Linked DNA regions of Podarcis muralis: region 1 is linked to region 2. A link is a contact called in public Hi-C data. All regions are on one chromosome and are shown on one strand. Each heading gives the region's core, a stretch centred on a gene start, on an enhancer-like site or on the middle of the called end of the contact. The rest is flanking DNA. Distances are from core to core; before and after follow the strand shown. Region 1 holds the start of TSFM (Ts translation elongation factor, mitochondrial). Region 2 holds the start of SLC11A2 (solute carrier family 11 member 2).

Region 1 (4,676 bases), core at 1,081-3,580, 310 kb before region 2:
GATGCCTTTTCTCATTTTAAGAGATGCTTTTTTAAAATGACAATTTTGTGATTGCATAAAAAGATGGATATATCATTTCTACAAGGATAATGTTATCTTTTTAAAGATGGCTTAACATCCCACATGCCTATGCACTATGTATTTCTGTTTTGCACTAAGGTACTATCTCGTTATCAATTTCCTGATTATATAAATTATTAATAGGTAGCATTTTTAGGGATCCTGGTTTCAGTTCAATTTGTATAATATCTTAAGGAAGCTGTGCATGTAAATACTCTGGGTAAGATTTTACTCAACATGTGAATTACAGAAGCAATTTAAAGTAATATTCTATGTTTGCATTTTTTTTAAAAAGCAGGGTTAGCAAATGTCCCCGGTTTCCAGAATGTCCCCGGATTTTAATTAACGCCCCCGGATTTATGCCTCGGGACTTCCGGCGAGGCAACATGTGGGCCCCATGGCAGTGAGCAACACCGGAGGTCCCAGCCACGTCAGAGTTCCAGCCAGCCAATCCGCTGGCTGGAGGGGGGGCTCTCTGGCTCTGGCGAAGCGCGAGCCAGAGAGCTTCCTTCTGACTCACTTCCTTGATCAACGCTTGCTCCGAAATCGCGCAGAGCTGCCTGTAGCAGAAGAGTCTGCTGCGCTATTCTGCTGCAGGCTCTGCGCGCCCGAGTTGGGTGGGGCGGGCGAGCAAGGTGCTGAGGCAGTGAAGAAGAGGAGAAGCATAGAAAATAGCTCTGCCGCGTTGCGAGACACAGACACCACCACCACCAGTTAAATCTCTATAGAGACTGTACTCACCCTCCAGCAGTCTCCCGGTTATGGGAAGCCGGTGCCTTGTGTGTGTGTTTTAATGCGTGTTTTCCCTAGACCAGCAAGTGCCTTTACTCAATCTCTCTCTCTCCACCACCACCAACCTTTTTTTGGGGCATTTGTGTATTTGTAGATGGGCTTCTCCGCCTGACTTGTGTCGAGGTGTGCACCCGACAACTTTGGCGTCCCCCCCCCCCCAAAAAAGGTCAAGAACTCTGGGCAACCCTTTCCTAAAATAAAGCATGACATTCCAAAAAAAAGTGTCCTTGAAAAAATCTGGTAACCATATTGTAAAGTGTCTCAGAGCTGCATTGCAGGAGAATATATCCCAGCATCCCTGAGATCACAGGGTCTAGGCTGGTTCATATGGGGAGAGGCGGTCCTTGAGGTATTGCAATCCTGAGCCATTTAAAGCTTTATAGGTCAAACCCAACACTTTGAATTGGGCCTGGAAACTAACTGACAACCAGTGCAGCCAAACCAGGATAAGCTTGCAAGGATAAGTATTGATAAGCTTCAGTTACAGATAGGTAGCCGTGTTGGTCTGCCATAGTCAAAACAAAAAAAATTCCTTCCAGTAGCACCTTAAAGACCAACTAAGTTAGTTCTTGGTATGAGCTTTCGTGTGCATGCACACTTCTTCAGATACACCAGATATACGTGTATCTGAAGAAGTGTGCATGCACACGAAAGCTCATACCAAGAACTAACTTAGTTGGTCTTTAAGGTGCTACTGGAAGGAAATTTTTTTTGTATTGATAAGCTTGTGAGACAATCAGGTTATGTTTAATTGCTGGGAAAAATGCAAGCTAAAATATATGATGGGAGTGGAAGTAAAGAGAAAGGTGGCTGGTCTTCCAAAAGCAGGTCTTCTGTATGAAAACACACACAGAGCCTGTTGTGACTATCCCTTGTGTTGCAGGTTGGGGAAGAAACCAGCGGCTGAGAGATGTCTTGGGCCGGCCCTGAATGTTAGGGATATTTAATGCAGGGTGTCCATCTTTTTGCAGAATGACCCCAGGGTGTTCAGTGGTGCTTAAGGGAGCTGCAGTGGAAATGAAGCCAGCGGGGGATATAAGGACGGCTTCCTGTTGTGACCACACCAAAAACACTCGGGCTGCAGCAAGAATAAGGCTGCAATCCTAGACCCCATTGAATTCAATGGGTCTTACTTCTGAGTAGACCTGGTGAGGGTTGCACTGCGAAGCCGCCTCAGCCCTTCCACCCTCACTTGGAATCGGAGGCGCGGCCTTTGCGCAGTTCTCTGTTTTTTAATCACTTCTGCATTATAAATATATCCTTGGATTGCTTTTAACACAAGGCGAAACTAGAGGTCCGAAGCAAACCCGGAACCTAAAACGTGAGCGCTGCTCTATCAGTTTCATTCTCCTTGGTGCAACCTGCCTCCCCCCCCTCCCCCGCCCAGCTGCTACAGCCAATGGCGTGCGTCGCGCGAACTAGAACCCGGCAGGCCGAATGGGCGGAAGTGACGATCGGCACCGCGCGTGCGCGGCCTCAGCCAAACGAACGTAAGGGCGCGCGTCGCGTCGCGCGCGTAGTGACGCATAATGGCAAGCGCCTTGAAGATGCAGCGGATGGCTGGGCTGGGAAGGGCGCTGCTGCGCTTGCGGAAAAGGGGCTCTCTAGCCGGGCAAGTGAGTGCGAAAGTCTTTCGTTGGGCGTCGCTGCCTCTGCTTCTCCCTGCTTAGATCCGTCTCTGTCGTCTAGGGCAAACACGGGGAGGGCACGGAGCGTGGTGATGGAGCTCAGGCTCGCGGGGTCCGCATTTTAATTTAATTTAATTTATTAATAAAATTTAATACACCTCTAAATCGTGAAAGCAGTTCACACAGAAAGGAAAAACGAAAAAAATCAAAGGGGAAGGGAAAAGTAAAAACCACACTTTAAAAACCGCAAAAAAGTTAAACTACTACAAAAGAGGTTTAAATTCACACCATCATTTATAAGCACCTGGGTAGGCAATGTTTAAACAAGAGTGGTTTCTAGCAGGTGCCAAAAAGAGTCCCTGCTTGATAGCAGTAGTTACAACATATAGAGCGCAAGCACATTCGAGGACTGTGTGATATATGAACTCAAACAAGAATGTATTAAGAAAGAAATATATCTGCATTGGATTTAATTATATAGGTTATATACCTTGCTTAGGGATGCGGGTGGCGCTGTGGGTAAAGCCACAGTGCCTAGGACTTGCCGATCGTATGGTCGGCGGTTCAAATCCCCGCGGCGGGGTGAGCTCCCGTCTTTCGGTCCCAGCTCCTACCCACCTAGCAGTTCGAAAGCACCCTTAAAAAAAAAAGTGCAAGTAGATAAATAGGTACCGCTATATAGCGGGAAGGTAAACGGTGTTCCGTGTGCTGCGCTGGTGCAGGCTCGCCAGAGCAGCGATGTCACACTGGCCACATGACCCGGAAGTGTCTGCGGACGGCGCCGGCTCCTGGCCTCTAGAGTGAGATGAGCGCACAACCCCAGAGTCTGTCAAGACTGGCCCGAATGGGCAGGGGTACCTTTACCTTTACCTTTACCTTACCTTGCTTAAGGATTTTATATAGTGTACATCCTGGACTTGGTTTGTATGTTAGGAAGTAACCAGTAAAGAAATTTGTTACAAACATTACCATTCAGCCAGTTGCGCTCTGTATGTTGTAATTATTGCATCTGCGTAACAAGGTATTGCATTTGTTTTGCTTGATAGCAGTTGGCATGGAGTTTAAAGGTTTAAAAAGAGTTCAATGAAAGTGCCTGCTTGATAGCAGTTCCAAAGTTTAGGTGCTGACGCACTAAACAATCAGGTTCTTTCATGTGCGGGGTGGGAGTTATGTGGCACCTGTACAATTTGGGGTTCCTGACTCCTGAAGACCACTAGCTGGAGCACAGTGCAAAATAGCGGTCAAGAAAGGGGCTGGCCGTGCATGTAAGACCGACGAGCAAGGCAATTCGTTTTCTGTGTCAGAGATTGCAGCACACAAACATCTGTTATTGATCCCCCTCCCCAAAGTTCTAAATTTAGCATCTTAATGGGAGGGGGTGTGGTCAAGATATTGTTGCTATTAAACAATTAATAGTCAAAAGTGCTGAGCTGGCAAGCACATGTGTAGATCCATGGGAATGTTCTTCCCCAGAAAACAGCCCTTGAAAGACGTAGTTGCATCAGAACTTATTCTGATTCTACACATATATTTGGAGAAAGGTTCTTGTGAGATCAGTAAACATGCGTGGGGTTGCTCTTTAAATCTTCCTCTCCTCCTTGGTTGTTGGATCCTTTTCACTTATTTTTGTCTTCCTCTCCCCTTGTAGTTTGACTTGCATCTAGTTCATTTCCTTCATGCTGGCCTTCCGGTTCTAGCAGCAAAGGAAGCTCTGGTGAAGCTCAGAAAGAAAACTGGCTACTCGTTTGTGAACTGCAAGAAAGCCTTGGAGAAATTTGATGATGTCAGTGAGGTGAGAACAAATGTTTCGGTGATATAAAATGCAAGTTTAATTTTAGTTTTTTGCCTGCGTGTTTCAAGTACTTTTGGGGAAATAATGGTGTTGTAAGCAATTTTTGCAAGTCTTATGTTAAGGTTGCAGTCCAATGCATACTGGCAGTGGGGTAAATCACACTGAGAAGCAGTTGCAAGTGAGTTTAGAGGCCAGAATGTTTTATCCTGTGTGTGAGTCAATGTAGGCAGAGGGTAGGGACTCTTTTCTTGCTGTCCACCCAGCCCCACAAAAAGACAACCAGGAGATGTTTCCATGACAGATGAATTATTGTGAAGAAGAACTTGGGGAAGGAACCCAAAAGTTCAAGGAAAAACAAAATGCATTGTGATTCATAAAAACACTGTGCATTTCAAAATGTGTTT
Region 2 (4,457 bases), core at 1,390-3,889:
CGAACCGCCGACCTTTTGATCGGCAAGCCCTAGGCGCTGAGGCTTTTACCCACAGCGCCACCCGCGTCCAATTATTTGCCTCGAAGTAAATGCAACAGACTGTTTTTAGTTCCTGCTAAATTTGGACTCTTCCCTTCATGGGACCAATAGGTATTTAAGAGGAGTAACCACACGTAGTTAGCAGCATTGAAAATAAATGAATGCTGTTAAACTAGAGGGCCTTTATCTGAGCAAGGTTTTGTGAAAAGTCGTTTTTCACTGTCTGTGTCACAAGACACAGTGCATCATGAAGCCTGACATCTACCAGTCTTCACCCGCAAGTCTGAGTTTAAGAGCAAACTCAGCAGTGGTGCTGTTGTTGAATCACATCCTGTTCACTCACCCAGTTTTAGACTGTGCATGATTATTCCTCAGGACAACATATGTCTGGCCAACTCGTTTATACTATATTGCCAGAAACAACCGAATCCCCTCACTTTAAAAATAAATGACTGACCCTGTGTCAATATTAACTGACTTGTGTCAACAATAATGGCTGGCCTGTGTCTTCCTTGTAGTAACTCAGTGCTTCCCAAACTCGGGTTTCTAGCTGTTTTTGGACTACAATTCCCATCATCTCTAGCTACCAGGACCAGTGGTCAGGGATGATGGGAACTGTAGTCCAAAAACAGGTGGAGCCCCAAGTTTGGGAGACTCTGTGGTAACTATTTAAAAACAATTTTGTATTGGCAATGCAATAATGCAATCCTTGCTGTTATTCAAGTTATTTGCTAGAAAATCTGAGCAACCTTCCCACACATTTTGCAAGATGGTAACTGGATAAGAGAAATACAGTACATGCACTGGGATTAGTTTTTAGTTCCTATTCATGAAGCATTACTTAAATAATATATATATATTTCCTTCACACAGAATGCAACATAACAAGGCCCAGATGGAAAAGAAAACACTGAAATGGGCAGATTTGTGCTCCACAACACACAGGCTCCCTCCTAGGTCAGACCAAAGGTTAATCTAGCTCCTCAGGGTTTCCCAAACTTGGGTCTGCAGATGCTGTTGGACTACAATTCCCATCACCCCTAGCCAGCAGCACCAGTGGTCAGGGATGATGGGAACTGTAGTCCAAAAACAGCTGGAGACCCAAGGTGGAGAAATCCTGATCTAGCCCAATATTCTGTTCCCAACAGAACACCCCTGGGGAAATCACAGGCAACCTACGAAAATTATGACTCTTGCCTGTTTCTCCCTGGCACGTGGCATTCAGAAGTACACTGTTCCTGTATTTCGGATGCGGGGCGAGAGTCCTGTACACCTGGAGGCCTAGAAATAAGGCACAGCCTTGTTGCTTGAAGTGTTGAAACAGCAGACAGGATTTAGGCTTCCATTCTAAACGCACTTACCTGGAAATAAAACCCCACTGGTAACACCTGGCCTTGAAAAGTCTAAGTAAACATGCTTTAGACTGGGTTGCAAGTGTCACATGCTAAAGGAGAGTCATCCCTATCTCTTTGCTTTTCCCAGGGTGCCCTCTTCTGCCTCCCCAGACCAGAATAAAAACCTGGGATGGACTCCCAGGCAAAGCTTGGTGTATTATTCAAGAAAACCATCTCTCTGCTGGGGGAAGGAGAGGAAGGGGTGGAAAGGATCAGGCCACTTAGAACTGGAAAGGAACATGCCCTCCGGTCACGCTGACTTGCAACTCTGTTTGGTTTGGAAAGAGATGCTCCCCTTCTCTCTTGCTTTCCCTTCCTCCACTGATTTCACTTGCGATAACGACCCACGTGAAAATGCAACCTTGCAATCGTATCAGCAACCTTCCACCCCCCGCCTCCCAAACCAGGCGCCTGAGGATGTTTGGATAGCAGGAAAGCTCCTTTTTTCAATGCAAACCACCAGAAAAAAACATGCCGGGTTTCATGCAAAGCCAACCGTTTTCTGGAAGACAGCGAGGGCGAGGGAGTTGTGCAAATGATTTCAGAAGCAAATGGAGGCCAGCAGCAAGCAAGCGCTTCCCCGAATTGCACGGCAGCTCCTGAGGGCAAAGCATTTCAAAAGACACGCGAAAGTTGGAGACTCGGCAAGAATTAAACCTCTTCCTTTGAAAACCACGTTCAGACAAGGCCAGTGTCCCGGGTCTTCCTCTAAAGCAAGTTTGGTGGCTTGCATTTATTTAGAAATCCACCCAGGGGTGGGAGAAAAAAAAATAAAAATAAAAGCTCAACTGAGGTTCTTTTTTTCCCCCATAATAAAAGCAGCGCCTCCTCCAAACATTGGGCTGGACAATTAGGCTAAGTAATCTTATTTTCCCTCCCCTCTTTGTCTCATTCCCACGACCGGCTTGACCCCTGGGATAGCAAGACGCAGCAGAAGGTGACACGTGTGCAAACCTCGGCGGACAACCGCGCCCACCTTTCCCCCCCCCCCCCGCTGCTGAAATGAGCCCCCCCCCCTCCTTTCAGCAACTGCATGCATGCCAGGGCGCCCCGCGCCCCAACTTGGCCGCCCCCAACCCTTACCTTCGCCGGCAGCACAGGCGCCTCCAGCCGCCGCCTCCTGGCTCCATGGCTCAGCTCCATCAAGAGCCTTGGCCCCGCCCTCCGCCGGGCCCCGCTGCTCTCATTGGCTCGCCGTGTGGCCGAGAGGCGGGATCGGAGGGAGAAGGCGCCTCCCGGTGCAGCGCGGCGCGCAGAGTTAGGAAAGGGTAGAGTAGTCCGCCCTGGCGCGGCGCCTGCACTCTTTAGATTAGAGCTAGACAGGGGGATTCACACAGGAGCCTTAACACAAGAGAGTTATTAAGATGAGTGTAAAGCCTACAAAGGTCCGTATAGTTAAAGCCACGGTTTTCCCAGTAGTGATGTATGGAAGTGAGAGCTGGACCATAAAGAAGGCCGATCGCCGAAGAATTGATGCTTTTGAATTATGGTGCTGGAGGAGACTCTTGAGAGTCCCATGGACTGCAAGAAGATCAAACCTCTCCATTCTGAAGGAAATCAGCCCTGGGTGCTCACTGGAAGGACAGATCCTGAAGCTGAGGCTCCAAGACTTTGGACACCTCATGAGAAGACTCCCTGGAAAAGACCCTGATGTTGGGAAAGATGGAGGGCACAAGGAGAAGGGGGCGACAGAGGACGAGATGGTTGGATAGTGTTCTCGAAGCTACCAGCATGAGTTTGACCAAACTGTGGGAGGCAGTGGAAGACAGAAGTGCCTGGCATGCTCTGGTCCATGGGGTCACGAAGAGTCGGACACAACTGAACAACAAAAAACAATCTTGTGCATAGATGTTGGCTGCTTTGACTCTCCGTGCGCAGCATGTATGCAGGTATTGCAGCAGCTGCTACTTATTACCATACTCCCAGATTGATGGGCACTGATTTAAGAGACTCAGAAGGTTTGCCTTTTCTTCTGTCTGCCTTTGCAATTTTCTACCTTCCCCTCTCCAGTGCTGAGCATACAATGAAGGTTGTGACACTCACCAAACTGAGAGGGGTAGCTAATGCCGCAGAAGACAGAATCAGAATTCAAAATAACCTTAGCAGATTGGAGAACTGGGCCCAAGCTAACAAAATGAATTTCAATAGGGACAAATACAACATAGGTGTCCCCTGTCTTATACTAGCAGCACATGTGAAAAGGATCTCAGGGTCTTGGTGGACCAAAAGCTGAACACGAGTCAGCCGTGTGACGCAGCAGCTAAAAAAGCTAATGCTATTCCAGGCTGCATCAACAAAAGTATAGTGTCCAGATCAAGGGAAGTAATAGTACCACACCTGGAATACTGTGTCCAGTGCTGCGCACCACAATTTAAGAAGGATGTTGACAAGCTGGGACGTGTGCAGAGGAGGGCAACCAAAATGATCAAGGGTCTGGAAACTAAGCCTTATGAGGAGCGCTTGAAGGAGCTGGGTATGTTTAGCCTGGAAAGGAAGAGACAGAGAGGAGATATGATGGCCATCGTCAAATATCTCAAGGGCTTTTACACAGAAGAGGGAACAAGCTTGTTTTCTTCTGCTCTGGAGACTAGGACTCTCTAACCAATGGCTTCAAGTTACAAGAAAGAAGAGCCCAACTAAACATCAGGAAAAACTTTCTGACAGTAAGAGCTGCTTGACAGTGGAACTCTCCTTCGTTGGAAGTTTTAAAGCAGAGGTTGGATGACCATTCGTCATGGATGCTTGAGCTAAGATTCCTGCATTGCAGGAGGTTGGACTAGATAGTAATAATAATAATAATAATAATAATAATAATAATAATAATAATATACCCTGCCCATCTGGCTGGGTTTCCCCAGCTACTCTGGGCGGCTTCCAACAGAATATTAAAATACAATAGCCTATTAAACATTAAAAGCTTCCCTAAACAGGGCTGCCTTCAGATATCTTCTAAATAAAATCAGATGTCTTCAAAATAAAATATCTATGATTTTATTGTTCCTTGGGCCAGCCCTAAAGGGAGGA

Evidence for each region. Hi-C and Micro-C count contacts between places; a contact is called where the count stands out from the background.
Region 1: a contact with region 2 is called in a Hi-C map of tail, with 4 times the contacts expected there. The contact joins the promoter of TSFM here to the promoter of SLC11A2 in region 2. A contact is called at or near these places in 2 of 3 Hi-C or Micro-C datasets (blood and tail).

Annotation. Positions count from the first base shown.
Region 1 is chr2:8,154,062-8,158,737 of rPodMur119.hap1.1, reverse strand. It overlaps TSFM (Ts translation elongation factor, mitochondrial), which reads left to right and starts at 2,330. Exons shown (of 6, transcript XM_028721505.2): 1 at 2,330-2,468; 2 at 4,129-4,272. The coding sequence starts at 2,382. EEF1AKMT3 (EEF1A lysine methyltransferase 3) reads left to right here. Exons shown (of 3, transcript XM_028721506.2): 3 at 1-326.
Region 2 is chr2:7,848,491-7,852,947 of rPodMur119.hap1.1, reverse strand. It overlaps SLC11A2 (solute carrier family 11 member 2), which reads right to left and starts at 2,639. Exons shown (of 17, transcript XM_028721495.2): 1 at 2,517-2,639. It overlaps LOC144326864 (a long non-coding RNA gene), which reads left to right. Exons shown (of 2, transcript XR_013391742.1): 2 at 1,522-2,221.